Regions from separate parts of the Mus musculus genome. Here region 1 is linked to region 2. Evidence: chromatin contacts called from public promoter capture Hi-C data. All regions are on one chromosome and are shown on one strand. The core of a region is the stretch at or near the end of the contact, and the rest is flanking DNA. Distances in the headings are between cores, read along the strand shown. Region 1 holds the start of Apob (apolipoprotein B). Region 2 has its middle 59 kb from the start of Apob.

Region 1 (6,384 bases), core at 3,281-5,780, 58 kb before region 2:
TTGGAAATGTAAATGAGGAAAATACCTAATTAAAAAAAATAAAACAAAACAAAAACAACAACAACAAAAAACAATGCACCATTTGAGAGCATTGTCATCCTCTCTTCCTGGGTTTATTTTGTGGTCACCCAGATGATATTGAAAGAATCATCCACATACACATCTATTTTCACACATGACTGTTTTTATGTAGATGGGACAGAGTTCTAGAGATGAGAATTGTTATGTCAAAGTACAAATATTATCAACTGGATATATAAATATCAGTATTGCCCTGTGGCTTTAATTTCTACCACTAGTGTATGAAAATATACTATTCTTCCCTCTAGCAATGAGTACTGTCTCAACTTCTGCAGCTTAATGGGTGTGGAGTGAGAAATTCTCTCCTAATACATTATTTGCATTTCTCCACTTCCAGTGAATCTGAGTTTCTCTTCATACAGTTGTCAGATGTTCACTTTTTAATCCACTCTCAGGCCAAGATGGAAGTTCAGGTTAACTATGATCTTAGGTGGGTGCTGCCTTTCTCTTGGGGATTGCTTGAGCTGTCAAGGCTCTGAAGTTCACAGGGGAAGAGAACCAGGTCCATCTCCCATAGCTCTGAACCTCTCAGAATATTCTAGACACAGCAGCACAAGCCTGGCAAGTCCTTGTGGTCAGGAGGAGGAGTCTCTTGTGTTTATAGCTGAGAAAGGACCATAGAATAGCAGCCACTCTCTCCTGCCGCCGCAGCTTTCCCCTCTCATCTAAGTCTCTAATAAAGTAATATGTTCTGACAGAAGACAGGAACATTTTTTTTGTTGCCTATTTCTCAGGGAAAGGACTAGGTTTTGACATTTAGCAAATCTAAAAATAGGCAAAGGAAAGTATCCCCCTACTACCACGTTAACATCCCTGCATCTACCTGTATTCCATTCACGTAAGGCTTCCTAAACTAAGTGGTGTAAGGCAAGGGTGGTGTTGAAAATACTTATTGTCCTGCACTGTCACTGTTGTGTTGGGAGAGATGCCAGCTATAAATGACAACACTGGTCTTCAGTGCACAGTGGCTGCATAGCAGTCATGGGTAGGAGACTGCTAAGGTACTGCTGGCCCTTTGTCCTGTGTTGAACGGATGCCACACTCTCAAACATATAGGGGTCCACACAGCCTTATGATCTCAGAGTAGCAACTGCTGCCTGATCCACCTGAAGGCCCCCAGGCATCCCCTCGTTTGATTCTATAAACAAGATCTCGCTTGTTTAAACAAACCATCTCAGCTTTATAGCCTTAAAAGTGCTTCAACCATGAGATCTGTTAGAAGAACAATTTAAATGATAATCAAGGGAGCTTAAGTAGAGGAGAGTCGATAATACTTCCCTGTTTTAGATAGATGTGAAAACTTCACAGCATCCTGATCTGTGGTAAGCACTGAATACAAATGTCAGCACTCAAAGGCATGCCTGACATGAGCGCACACACTAGTATCCCCTCGGACCCATGCATATGCGCATGTACCACGGTCAACTCATGTAGTGTTCACAAAGCTCAGATACTTAAAAGACATAATCCCACACCTTACCTGGACATGGCAGCTGCAAACTCTTCAGAGTTCTTGGTTTTCTTCATCAAGGCCTTGCCCTCAGGGTTGAAGCCATACACCTCTTTAAGGGTACACTGGTTGGTCCTCATGATGAAACCACAGATTTGGGGGACCTCCAGCTCTACCTGAGAACAGAAAGTAATAATACATTGATGTTCTCCATCTAGAATAGGACATATTTCTGCAGCCCAGTCTCCAATCAGGACATGGAGGGGAAAGTATTTGGGTTATGGTCAGAGAGTCACCAGAACCACATGTTCTAAACACATCTCACGGATCCCTTGTCTTGGCTTAGCTTTCTTCTTCCTATGTTAAGATGTTTATGTTTGCATCTGCTATGCACGGAAGGGAGAATGTCCTTGTGTTGGTTTTTAATGTACTCACTTTACATGTAAAGAGTTTGGGGTGATTGCTTAGCAGAAATGCAGAATGGAGCGAGACTTAAGAAAAGTAAATGAAGCAAACAAAAATAAATAGCAAGCAGGAAAAGCGAATGCTTTCCTGACATCGTTTCCCCAAACCATAGCTATGAGCCTGATGAGAGCTTCCTATGTGGGCAGAATTGAAAGGGACCCTTGGTTGTTTTCTGGAACCATTTCAGAACACTCCAGTGAGATGGAGAAGCTCGTGTTTGTGCTGTCTGACCTAATGCGGCAGCATGAGCCACAGGTGTGTGTTGGCTACATTGAAATATGGCCAGTGAGAATAAAAGTTGCATTTATTCAACTTAAATGGCCACAGGTAGCCAATGCCCATTGCGTTTAACTCTACAGACCAGCACTATGGTCCACGAGGGAAGAGGATAACTTAGCAAATGGATTTCTCTTCCCACACAGACCTCAATAGCAGCTCTTGGCTATGCTTTATGAGAACAGACAGGTGTCTAACAAGTCTCCTGAGAAGCAGCCTATCGTTTGAACAAACCAGGTATTTAAATGTTTCTCCATTTTATGCTTGACACCATAAATGTTGCATGCCCAGCGTTCTCCTGCAAAGACCACCTTCTTTTCTGTACTCACTGGATCTCTCTCATGGTCAGATCTACATGCCAATCCTGCTGGCTTCCTAGACCATGCCCCCCAATTACACTTTGGAAGCTAATGGGAGGAAAACTTGGCTGGAAATTTGGAAGTCTTCATTCAAGTGGGGTATCGTCAGTTGAGGTGCTGGGAAGTGCTAGAAGGTTCTATGAGGGGCTCCTGGTGGAACAAGGCTAGGCTTCAGCTGCAGGTTTCTCCAGCCCTTGTCCTCCGTACCTTACAGTTGATCTTGGTGGCGCTTCTGGAGTCAGCTGTGCCCTGGACACCGCTGGAACTTTCAGCTTCATAGTTGTACACGTACTTTCGGAGGTGCTTGAATCGAGTTGCATCTTCTAAAGTGAAGAGGAAATAAGTCAGCCCTGGAGATGAAACAACTCTCTAAAGGCAGCCGCTGCCAGGCAGATTGGGACCGTGGCACAGGCGATAAAGGTCACTGAGCACGAGTTAGTTGTGCTTGACTTTGTACTACACACCATTGGTCTCTATAGACTTAACATCGCCACCATCTTGGCTGAGAATGGTGTTTAATCATTTGGGATTCCACGAAAGGGAGGGCCAAGCATCGATTAAATGGAACTGCAGAAATCCATGTGATGAGCCTTTGAAATTTTAAGTTATCAAAGGGACAGGGCTAAGTGTTTTCTCAGTTTGAAAATGCTATCGTGACTAGAACCTATGAAGTACCGGACACAAAGTTAGCTGTTAAGGCTGTCTGGTTGACTTCTAGAAACCCCCTCCATAAAAAGAAACTTCTGGCAGATTCCACTGTCCATGACAGGAATTTTTTGATTGTGAGAAAAATAACTGGTTAGGAACCCGGATGTAGTACTGCCATATGGCCACCAGATGGAGATGCTGCCCCATCAGAGGAGAGGCCAATCCTAGCGCTCTGCGGAGGAAGCTGGGTATTGCGGCAAAGCCTGATCCTCTGACCCCTAGGGTAGAGTAAATAGGAAGGGGTGGAGGGGTCTGGTGTTCTGCACAAAGGTTAAAGTCGGCATTTCTTCATCCTCACATACTCTGAATCAGTGATTAGTCATCGATAAACAGCACAGCAATGTCTCTCTACAGTGCCCACAGTCTCATCGCTACCCCACTTCAGAACCAAGTCTTGGTACAGACAAGAAAGGCAATACACAAAGAGCAGAGATCCTTTGTTGGAGGAGTCTGGGTGCACAGAGACTCAAAGTCTTCACTTGCAGGGGTCTGAGCAGTGCTTCCTAATCCGAGCAAGCAAACGGGTTCTACGTGGGAGGAACGGGGGCACAGGAGGGTGGATGGAGAGGAGCGTCAGGGTGAGAAGTACCAAGGCGGCCAGTGAAAAATGCCTTACTTGGACAGCTGAAGCTTAAGTTTTCCAGGACTTCATCTTCTGTAAGAGAAAAGGAGAACCTTGGCTTTCTTGTGTTTTCCAGTGGGTTCCATGGCCTGACAGGAGGGAGCCCTCACAACCTAAATTATCTTAGAGCTATCCAGAGCCTTCTTTCTAACTCCCCTGTACAGTGCCCTCACCCGGAACCCAGGAGCCTGCTAGATCTTGTTTTTTTCATCACCCCCCGCCCCCTCCCTAGGACCCTGCGGCTGCCTTCCCTCTCACCTAGCCCAAGCTACCTAATAGCCAGCCTGCCACCAGTTTCTACCCCAGGATGTAACTGGTGGTCTGTAGCACAGCCCAGCGCTCTGTCCCCACGCTGGCTTTCTCCCAGGCTTCCACCCTAACTCACGAGCCCAGACGCTGGTGTCCAAGAACAGTAGCAGGAACAGCAGCAGTAACGGCGTCCGCAGGGCAGGCTTTCGTGGGCCCATGGCGGATGGATGGTGGGGTGGCTTCCTGGCTGTGGCCTGGCCACGGGCCTAGCCCCTGCTGCTTGCTCTACAGGGTCTTCGGAGGCGGAGCTCAGGCAGGTACTTGATCCACTGCAGGCACTGATGAGACTGCCTGGCCCTTTGAAAAGTGCTCCATTTATAGGAGGAGCTGGCTTAAGGAGAATTGCCAAAGGTCCAAAGGGCACGGCCCGGGCCTGTTTGCTTTTCCATACAAGCGCATTTCTAGGTGGATAAGACTGGATCTGATGGTGGTCTCACTGCTGGTTCAAACGCCGCCACCTGGGGCTCCCCCCACCCCCGAACTTGTGTTTCTTTCCTCAGGGGGTCGCAGGTCGATAGTGGACTTATTATCCCGTCAGCATGCCCTGACTTTCTCCAGGAGACCACCAACCATAGGGATGATGTCATACCCTGTACCCCGCTCCTGCTCTGACTCCGGAGCCCTTTGGAAAAATGTTCTTTACGCACTGGTGGGGGCTTCTTCCTAAGCTCCTTCCCATTTTGGTGGACTTTGGTTTTGAATAAACAATCCTGTCCTAACTAATTTAGCAAGGTGGGAAGAGAAAGGGGGAAGTCTGGTGTGTGCTTGGGTTTGGTGTCCAAGTCTCACAGAAAACTAGTGAAGAGGGGGGCCCAGAGATGATCAGCTCCCGGGGTCCACTGTGGGCAGCGCCAGTCATGGAAGAAAGCTGGTGGGGTGGAATTGTGATGGTCTGGAAGGCGAATGTCTGTGATGGGCTGTGTGGTCTTAGCACCTCCAGTCTAGTGGCGAGGCAATCTGCCCCACAGACAGGGAGCTTTGGGTGAGCAGGGCATGGCGAACATCACTCTGTATGGGTGTTTGGAGCCAGAGGAGTGGAAATGGGTCGTAGCCTAGGGACAAAAGTCGTTAGAGTATGTCAGGTGTGTGTGTGTGTGTGTGTGTGTGTGTGTGTGCGTGTATATATAGGTTCATGGGCATGCACGCATAGAAATGCATGAACCTGTGTACATGCATACAGAGGCCATAAGCCAACTTTGAGTGTTTTTTTTTTTTTTTTTTTTTTTTAAAGATTTATTTATTATATGTGAACACAATGTAGCTGTCTTCAGACACACCAGAAGAGGGCATCAGATCTTATTATAGATGGTTGTGAGCCACCATGTGGTTGCTGGGATTTGAACTCAGGACCTTCGGAAGAGTAGTCAGTGCTCTTAACCACTGAGCCATCTCTCCAGCCCTTGAGTGATTTTCAAAATCACTCTTTACCTTAGCTTTTGAGGCACTGATCCTGGAACTCGCTAACTAGCTTGACTTGACCAGCTGCAGCAAGCTCCAAGGACTGTGTGTCCAAGTCCTCAGCCCTGGGGCTCCAAGAGTATGCTGTGTCTGTCTTTATCCAGTGAGCGCTGTACTCAGGTCCTCTTGGTCATAGGGCAAGCACTTTCTGTCCAGGACCTACAGTGTGGCACTTCTGCTTGATTCATGTGGCAAGCTTCTTTTGGAATCGTTCAAATGTTCTGATGAGTCTCCCCGATGCTTCTAGAGCATCGGCTATGGACCCATAGAGCAGCAGACACAGCCTCCCTTGAGCAAACACACCCTCCCATTTTCTCAGAAGAGACTCATCATCACATTTAGTCACTCTCTGTGCCTGACTCTTCATATCTGTCCTCACTGAGATGGTGACTGTAGCTACAAATTCCCCATGGGCAGCTAAACTCCCTTTAGTGGTTTGCTGCTTTGGGTTGTGCATGCCCATGTCCAAAGGTGGTCATTTTAGGGGTCTCACCTGAAGGCTAGCCAAGACCCACAGCACTAAAGGACGGGTAAAGTTATTACTCGGAAGCCTCTTTTCTCTGAGCACGGAACTAACACTGTTAGTGTTTGGAAATGGTTCTGCTTCCCCGCTTTGCTCCAGGGGAACTGGGCGAGAAGAGAAACAGAAATGAGAA
Region 2 (6,457 bases), core at 606-3,105:
TGGTACTTAATCATAGCTTAAGTGGTTTCCTTCTGCCTTCTGCCCTTGCCATGATGGAGTGTCACCATGGGGCTTAATCCAAAGAGGTTCTATGGACTAAGACTATCTACAAGTATGAGCCAAAGTAACCTTTTCTCTTTAAACGTTGGTTTCCCTGGTATTTTCAGAGACAGAAAGCTGACATTACACTGATGTAAGACATTCATTTCCTCCGAGAACCACACAGCATGGAGTCCAGATACTGAGAACATTTAGTGAGGATTCTGTTCAGTTACAGCCAGTAGTGGTGATTGGTTTTTTTTTTTTTAATTGAAATTTTTGATTTGAGAATTGGCCAGTAAATAGAAAGTGAGGTTAAGAAAGAAAGAAAGAAAGAAGGAAAAAAAGAAAGAAAGAAAGGAAGGAAGGAAGGAAGGAAGGAAGGAAGGAAGGAGTAGATAGACAGACACTCAGGTGGATTTAATCTCAGATGAAAGGAATTAACATATTTTTAAGTAGACATGATTTTCAGATGACCCACACGATTCTATAAAACTTACAGAACAACTTAAGATCAACCTAAACTAGATGTCATTAAAATCAATAGATGGAGACAAGGCCAACACAACCTAGGCCAACCCTTACATGGCATTCTTTCTTATCCAATCTATACCTGATTACATTTCTCTCACTTATAGAAACCATCCTGCCAAGACCAGTCTCTACTTCTATAGGGCAGCTCTAGAGGCTGTTGGTTACACTAGTCAGTGCAGAGTCACAAACTTTCATCTTCCTATTTTCACCTACTGAATCAAAATTTTCAATTTTAATTACCCAGATGTTGGCATCTTTGATAAGAACTCTGTGGAAATATCATCCCTAGAACCCACTCACTGCATAGTGAGGCTAGCAAAGATCTGGCCTGATTTCACAATTTTCACACCTTATCATGAACAAAGTCCCCGTGTAAGTATGCTTTAATGTCCTCTCCAATCAGTTGCAAAATGTAGGGTTAAAAAAACAATCAGAATTAAAACCTGGTGTTTTCATTTTCACTTGTGACCTGTCATTGCTCAAGTTTATCTTTACTCACAAAAATAGGTTATAGTGGGATCATAAAGTAAACAATGATAAAAAGTTTTTGGGAGTTGGAAATAAATTGTTATAATGTAACTTGGAAAGTCTTTGGGATTTGTGGGACTTTGGGGCATCATATCTTGATTACTCATTTCCTAATGAAGTAACACTCTGGCATTGAAACTTTTGCCTACTTTAAAGTCATATGACTCCATGAAATATCTAAGTTCATCATCATTTTATTTATTGATTGATATTTTTATTAATTTATTTTCTCATAAATTACATTCTGGCTGTAGCTTCAGCTTCATCTTCTCCCGTCTTTCCCTAAACCCACTCCCCATGCATTCCTCTTTTTTTTTTTTTTTCCCAGAAAAGGTCAGGTTTGTTGATTTCTGTGGGTTTTCTCAAACATACTTGGCCAAAAAAATTTCTTCCTAATGTTATTCTACTATTCTGTAGACAGAAGTCTGGTATAATGATCGTTAGAGAGGCTCTATCCAGTAGCTGATTGAAGCAGATGCAGAGACCCATAGTCAAGCATTAGTGAATACAATGAATCCTGCAGAAAGGGAGGAAGGATTGTAGGAGTCAAACTTGTCAAGGTCACCATCATTTTAAATGATGGGCTTTGGAAAGATTTTGGATTCTAATTGGGTCATTTAAAACCTAAGTTTTGGAGTCTGAACACTCCAGTAATCTCTACTTGAGGGGCCAAAACTGAAGACAGACATACCTATGGGACAGAGGCAAACAGCTTGGGTACTGGTTTCTGCTGCTTCCATTAATTTGCTCTGTGTGACTAAGCAAAATGCTCTTTGTCCTGTGTTCAGAGTCAGAGACATCACTGCCACGCTGCACACAGATTTATAACTCTGGCCAAAGGTTTCAGCAAATACAGATTTCTTCAGTCTGAAGTCCACCAGTGTCTGTGCTCTCTGAAACTAAACCAGAACATTTTTTTAATCTAAATTTCTCTCACCTCAGAACCTTGGGTGACGGGACTAAGAGCTGCCCAAGAACTTATAGCATTGGTGATAATGTCTGCTATTGCCCTGGAGTTACCCTTGGCTTTTATTTATCAGTCTCTTTTCAAACTGAGATAGTGTCAACAGGGACACAGACAGACCAGAACAAAGGAACAGTGCCCTTTACAGTGCTTCCTGAGTGTAAATGGAAAGATTATAACTCAAGGAATTGTTGAAAATGAGCCTTTTGTCTAGAGCATTTATTATGCTACAATTGGCAAAGCTTTTTTTTTTTTTAAAGAGAAAGAATGAGTTAAAGCAAACACAAAATCAGAACAGACCCCGGGGAGTCTGTGGATTTCATATAATGATCCAGGTACATGCTTGATATATTAATCATAATCTTCCATGACTGTATTGCCGTGTCTCTCCAGCCCAACTCCTCCCATAAAGATAGGGAACAGGGAAGGGACATGACCTATTCAGGCCCCTGTGGGTATCCCTGAAACATTTGTTTCTTTAGCATCTAACACAAACATGACTGGAGTAATAGTTTGCTCTCATCCTTGTGCCTGTTTGAAGGGATATGATGACTGTATGAAGTCCATATGACAATAGCATTTGAAAAGTATCTTACTGGAAGTCAGTACAATGATGGCATCTCCACTTTCTTGATGAATTCTATGTAAGGCATCTGGTTTGGAGACTAGTCTCCGCATTAGTGCGACTTAGTAATAGAAGGCATTTTTTTTTTAACCACAAGGTCTTGAATCAAAGTCCAGGAATGGGGTTAATCTTTGTGTTGCTTTGTCTGGGAAGGAGCCAATTGACCCAGGGAGCACCTGAAAATGAAACACCATCCACCCAGATGGGAAAATATTTCTGCCCATTCCTATAAACTTTGATAAGACACTGTTGATAAGCAGAAGTCACATGAATGGCAGCAAGTTTCACTTCCTTGGAAGGAAGTTCACTGTCTAGTGAGAGCCTGAAATCAGAGACTTGAATGTAGAAGTTGAAGGATTATGGAAGGACACATGCAGAGTGCTCTCAGTCCTTCTAATGTCGCCAGCCAGGGAGAACCAGGACTGCCATTAGATAGAACAAAGTCAGTGTATTGTCAACACAACTTGCCTTTAGACATCGAAGAAATCCAGAGAGAGCACAGTCAACACAGCTTGTCTGACGGTGATGGAAGCTTTCCAAATAAATTGAACTCATTTTAGACATGTTCCAAGCAACTTAGCTCTCTACCTAGCCTCTCAGCATTCATCTGTATCCTAGATAAATGGAAGGAGGGCTGGAAAAGAGGCTCCTTAGACATAGCTTAGTGCTTCAGTTTTGTCGTTTTTAATTATAGTCATGGAAGTGTAGTATGACTAGTCAGTGAATGTCTAATATAATCTACAGTGATCTAACCAGAAAAACACATTTCCATCTGTTTCTGACACATCACTGGGAACCTTCCAATGCCTTTCTTCTAGTGCTTTAGAAAATCCTTAAGTTACTGTCAACTACAGGGTGTTGCTGTTTCAAACCTATGTAACACAGAGCAGTTTCCTGATCTGACATTTTCCACTGTTTTCTTTTACAAGTCAGTTCTTTCTTGTCTCCAAAATAAGTTTCTGCTTGTCTCAGGCAATTCAACACCATTTCTTTCTAGCCACTTAAATTCTTTAATTTCATGAGATACATATGTGTGTATGTATACACATTATACACACACACACACACATTTTATGTCTGCTTGACATAAAACACATTATGTAGACTAGGGTGGTTTTGGACTCAAAATCCAGCCTCCCATCTTCATGATAGGATTAAAGGCCTGTGTCACTACACCTAGCCCATAAGGACTTTTGATACTTTCTTTGGTTTACATGATATGATATTTTACTTCATTTGTCCCTGACTTCTCCTTTCCATTTACTTGATGATGTCTTGAACATCCATGAGCAAAAACCGTGAACCTTTGTGTTTCTTTTGATATGAGCCCTCCCTTTACACTCAAAAGCCCTGAAGGATATTCATTTCTTAAAAAGCTGACCTGGTCTGTTAGTGCTTTTACAAGTGGAGAATGGGTTCAGATACTGCAGGGAGAGCTCATGATCCTAAAATCACAGACATCTAACCCTGCCCAGGTTGGTTATACTCCTTGATTCATTACCCAGGCCAATCTGACCAGCTTGCCTTATGACAGAGTGAGGGTAGATGTTGGAAATGACTTTTCTTATTAATCTTTTCCTTAAGGAAGTGATCATGTGACCATTATTCTGGAGGAGGAGGGTTTAAGAGGTGGTAAGAATCAGGTATTGCAAGAATAGGTCCTGTCGGTGTGGATTGGGGTCACTCCAAAGACATCTTTCACATGTATGAACTTCCCTGCAATCTGTTCGAGTGAGAGGAGTTTGCTGAATTAGGACTGACCTCCAGAGTTTTCAGCCATGTTTGAACACTGGTCCAGACCATATCAGTTATTCGGTAAAAGAGGAGGTAATGGATAACAGAAAGGTTATTTTGGAATGATGTTTTCAAAATCCATTCCCAGGGCTGGGGAGTTAGATCACTACATAAAGTGTTTGCCACATAGTATGAGATCAGAGGGAGTTCAGATCCCAAGTTTTCAGATGCAAGCCCAGCTTGTCAATATGTGTCTATAATCCCAGCACTGGGATTTTATTGACTAACTCTAGCCAATCAGAGAGCTAAGTGATAGACCTTGTTTGTTTGTTTGTTTGTTTAGTGAGGAAAGTGATGCATTTTATTTTATTATTAGATATTTTCTTCATTTACATTTCAAATGTTATCCCCTTACCTGGTTTCCCCTCCTAAAACTTCCAACCCCCCCCACCCCCCCCCCTGCTCACCAACCCACCCACTCCCACTTCCTGGCCCTGGCATTCCCCTACACTGGGGCATAGAACCTTCAAGGGCCTTTCCTCCCATTGATGACCGACCAGGCCATCCTCTGCTACATATGCAGCTGGAGCCATGAGTCCCACCATGTGTTTTCTTTGGTTGGTGGTTTAGTCTCTGGGAGCTCTGGGGGTACTGGTTGGTTCATATTGTTGGTCCTCCTATGGGGCTGTAAACCCCTTCTTCAGCTCCTTGGGTACTTTCTCTTGCTCCTTCATTGGGGACCTTGTGCTCAGTCCAATGAATGGCTGTGAGCATCCACTTCTGTATTTGTGAGGCACTGACAGAACTCAGGGAACAGCTATATCAGGCTTCTGTCAGCAAACACTTGTTGGCATCCACAATAGTGTCTGGGTTTGGTGATTGTTTATGGGATGGATCCCCAGATGGGGTAGTCTCTGGATGGTCATTCCTTCAGTCTCTGCTCCACACTTTGTCTATGTAACCTTGTTTGTTTTTTTTAATGAAGTGGATAGTAGTTGAAGATGACACTTGACCTAACCTCTGGCACACGCACGTGCACACACACACACACACACACACACACACACACACACACACACACGTGCACTTGCACTCTCACACAGCTCAGAAGCTACTTCAAGTTCAAAACTATATACAGTGCACCAATTAGTATGATTAAACATATTTTTTATTGGGTCTACTAATGGGATAGAATTTACAAACAAGTATCTTAGTGCCATAGATGGGGGGCTCTGTGGGCCCTCCTCAATCAGAGTCTTGGACAGATGGGCATAGAGTCGGCGAGTGACAAACAGAAGCAGCAGGAGAGAGTGGGTAGAATCTGAGTGTATTTTCATAAAGTGAACACCAGTCTTATATAATACAGAAAACAAAGGGGTAGGATGTCACAGCAGGCAAAGTACATTACCTGACACAAAACAAAGGAATGACTTCAAAAGGACTTACAGGAACCAGGTAATATTTACAGTAAAGATAAAACAGCCCTGCCTAGGGTCAGCTAATGACAGGTAAGGATTTCACACCCTAGTCACAATTTGTGCTACTCCTTTGAGCCTTGTGAAAGCTAGCACCAGGGGGTTCTGGTCTAGCAGACCTTCTCATGAATAACGCAATACCACAACCACCCTATTTCCTAGGCCTTGATAAATTCTTGCATGGGTGTAACTTGGCTGTTCTTTAAAGTATCTGTGGGGAATCTCCATTTATCAGAAGAATTCACCAACTTGCTTCTAATATACAATGTAGCCTGCTATACCTGGCTGTAGTGAAGATTCCTGTCTCAGTGGGATTCCCTAACTCTTTCATGGTAAACCCACCTATTAGCTAGGCCATTGTGTATTCCCGTGTTTGGGTAAGACTGTCTACTGTCCTAAGTAATCACTCTTCAGACTAGTCCTGAGCTATTCTAGCTCTGTTCTTTGTAATGCCTACACTGTCTCTACTAGAAGTAAATTTGAATATTACTGAATAGGTAACATTTACTGAATTCCTATTGAATTCCAAGTTCATTGGCTTCAAGGATTTTCTAGGAT

What was found. Promoter capture Hi-C pulls out the DNA fragments that hold promoters and counts their contacts.
Region 1: a contact with region 2 is called in a promoter capture Hi-C map of liver. The contact joins the promoter of Apob here to the enhancer-like site in region 2. A contact is called at or near these places in 5 of 39 promoter capture datasets (the 3T3-L1 cell line, 3T3-L1-derived adipocytes and liver), 1 of 15 datasets of contacts at CTCF or cohesin (the NIH/3T3 cell line), 24 of 484 Hi-C or Micro-C datasets (the 3T3-L1 cell line, the AML12 cell line, the HL-1 cell line and 10 more), 8 of 115 datasets of contacts at active chromatin or transcription factors (embryonic fibroblasts, fetal liver, hepatocytes and 5 more) and 1 of 9 other capture datasets (liver).

What each region holds. Positions count from the first base shown.
Region 1 is chr12:7,975,823-7,982,206 of GRCm38.p6, reverse strand. Apob (apolipoprotein B) reads right to left here and starts at 4,530. Exons shown (of 29, transcript NM_009693.2): 1 at 4,347-4,530; 2 at 3,956-3,994; 3 at 2,839-2,954; 4 at 1,562-1,707. The coding sequence starts at 4,428.
Region 2 is chr12:7,915,574-7,922,030 of GRCm38.p6, reverse strand. No RefSeq gene overlaps it. Among named protein-coding and RNA genes, the nearest start is that of Apob, 59 kb to the left of the region's middle. RefSeq lists an enhancer at 1,619-2,310. Within about 2 kb of position 1,855, at least 32 of the 459 cell types and tissues checked have an H3K27ac peak or open chromatin away from gene starts, as enhancers often do. A contact at or near this core is called in the HL-1 cell line, the NIH/3T3 cell line, adipose-derived mesenchymal stem cells and 7 more, where this site is marked.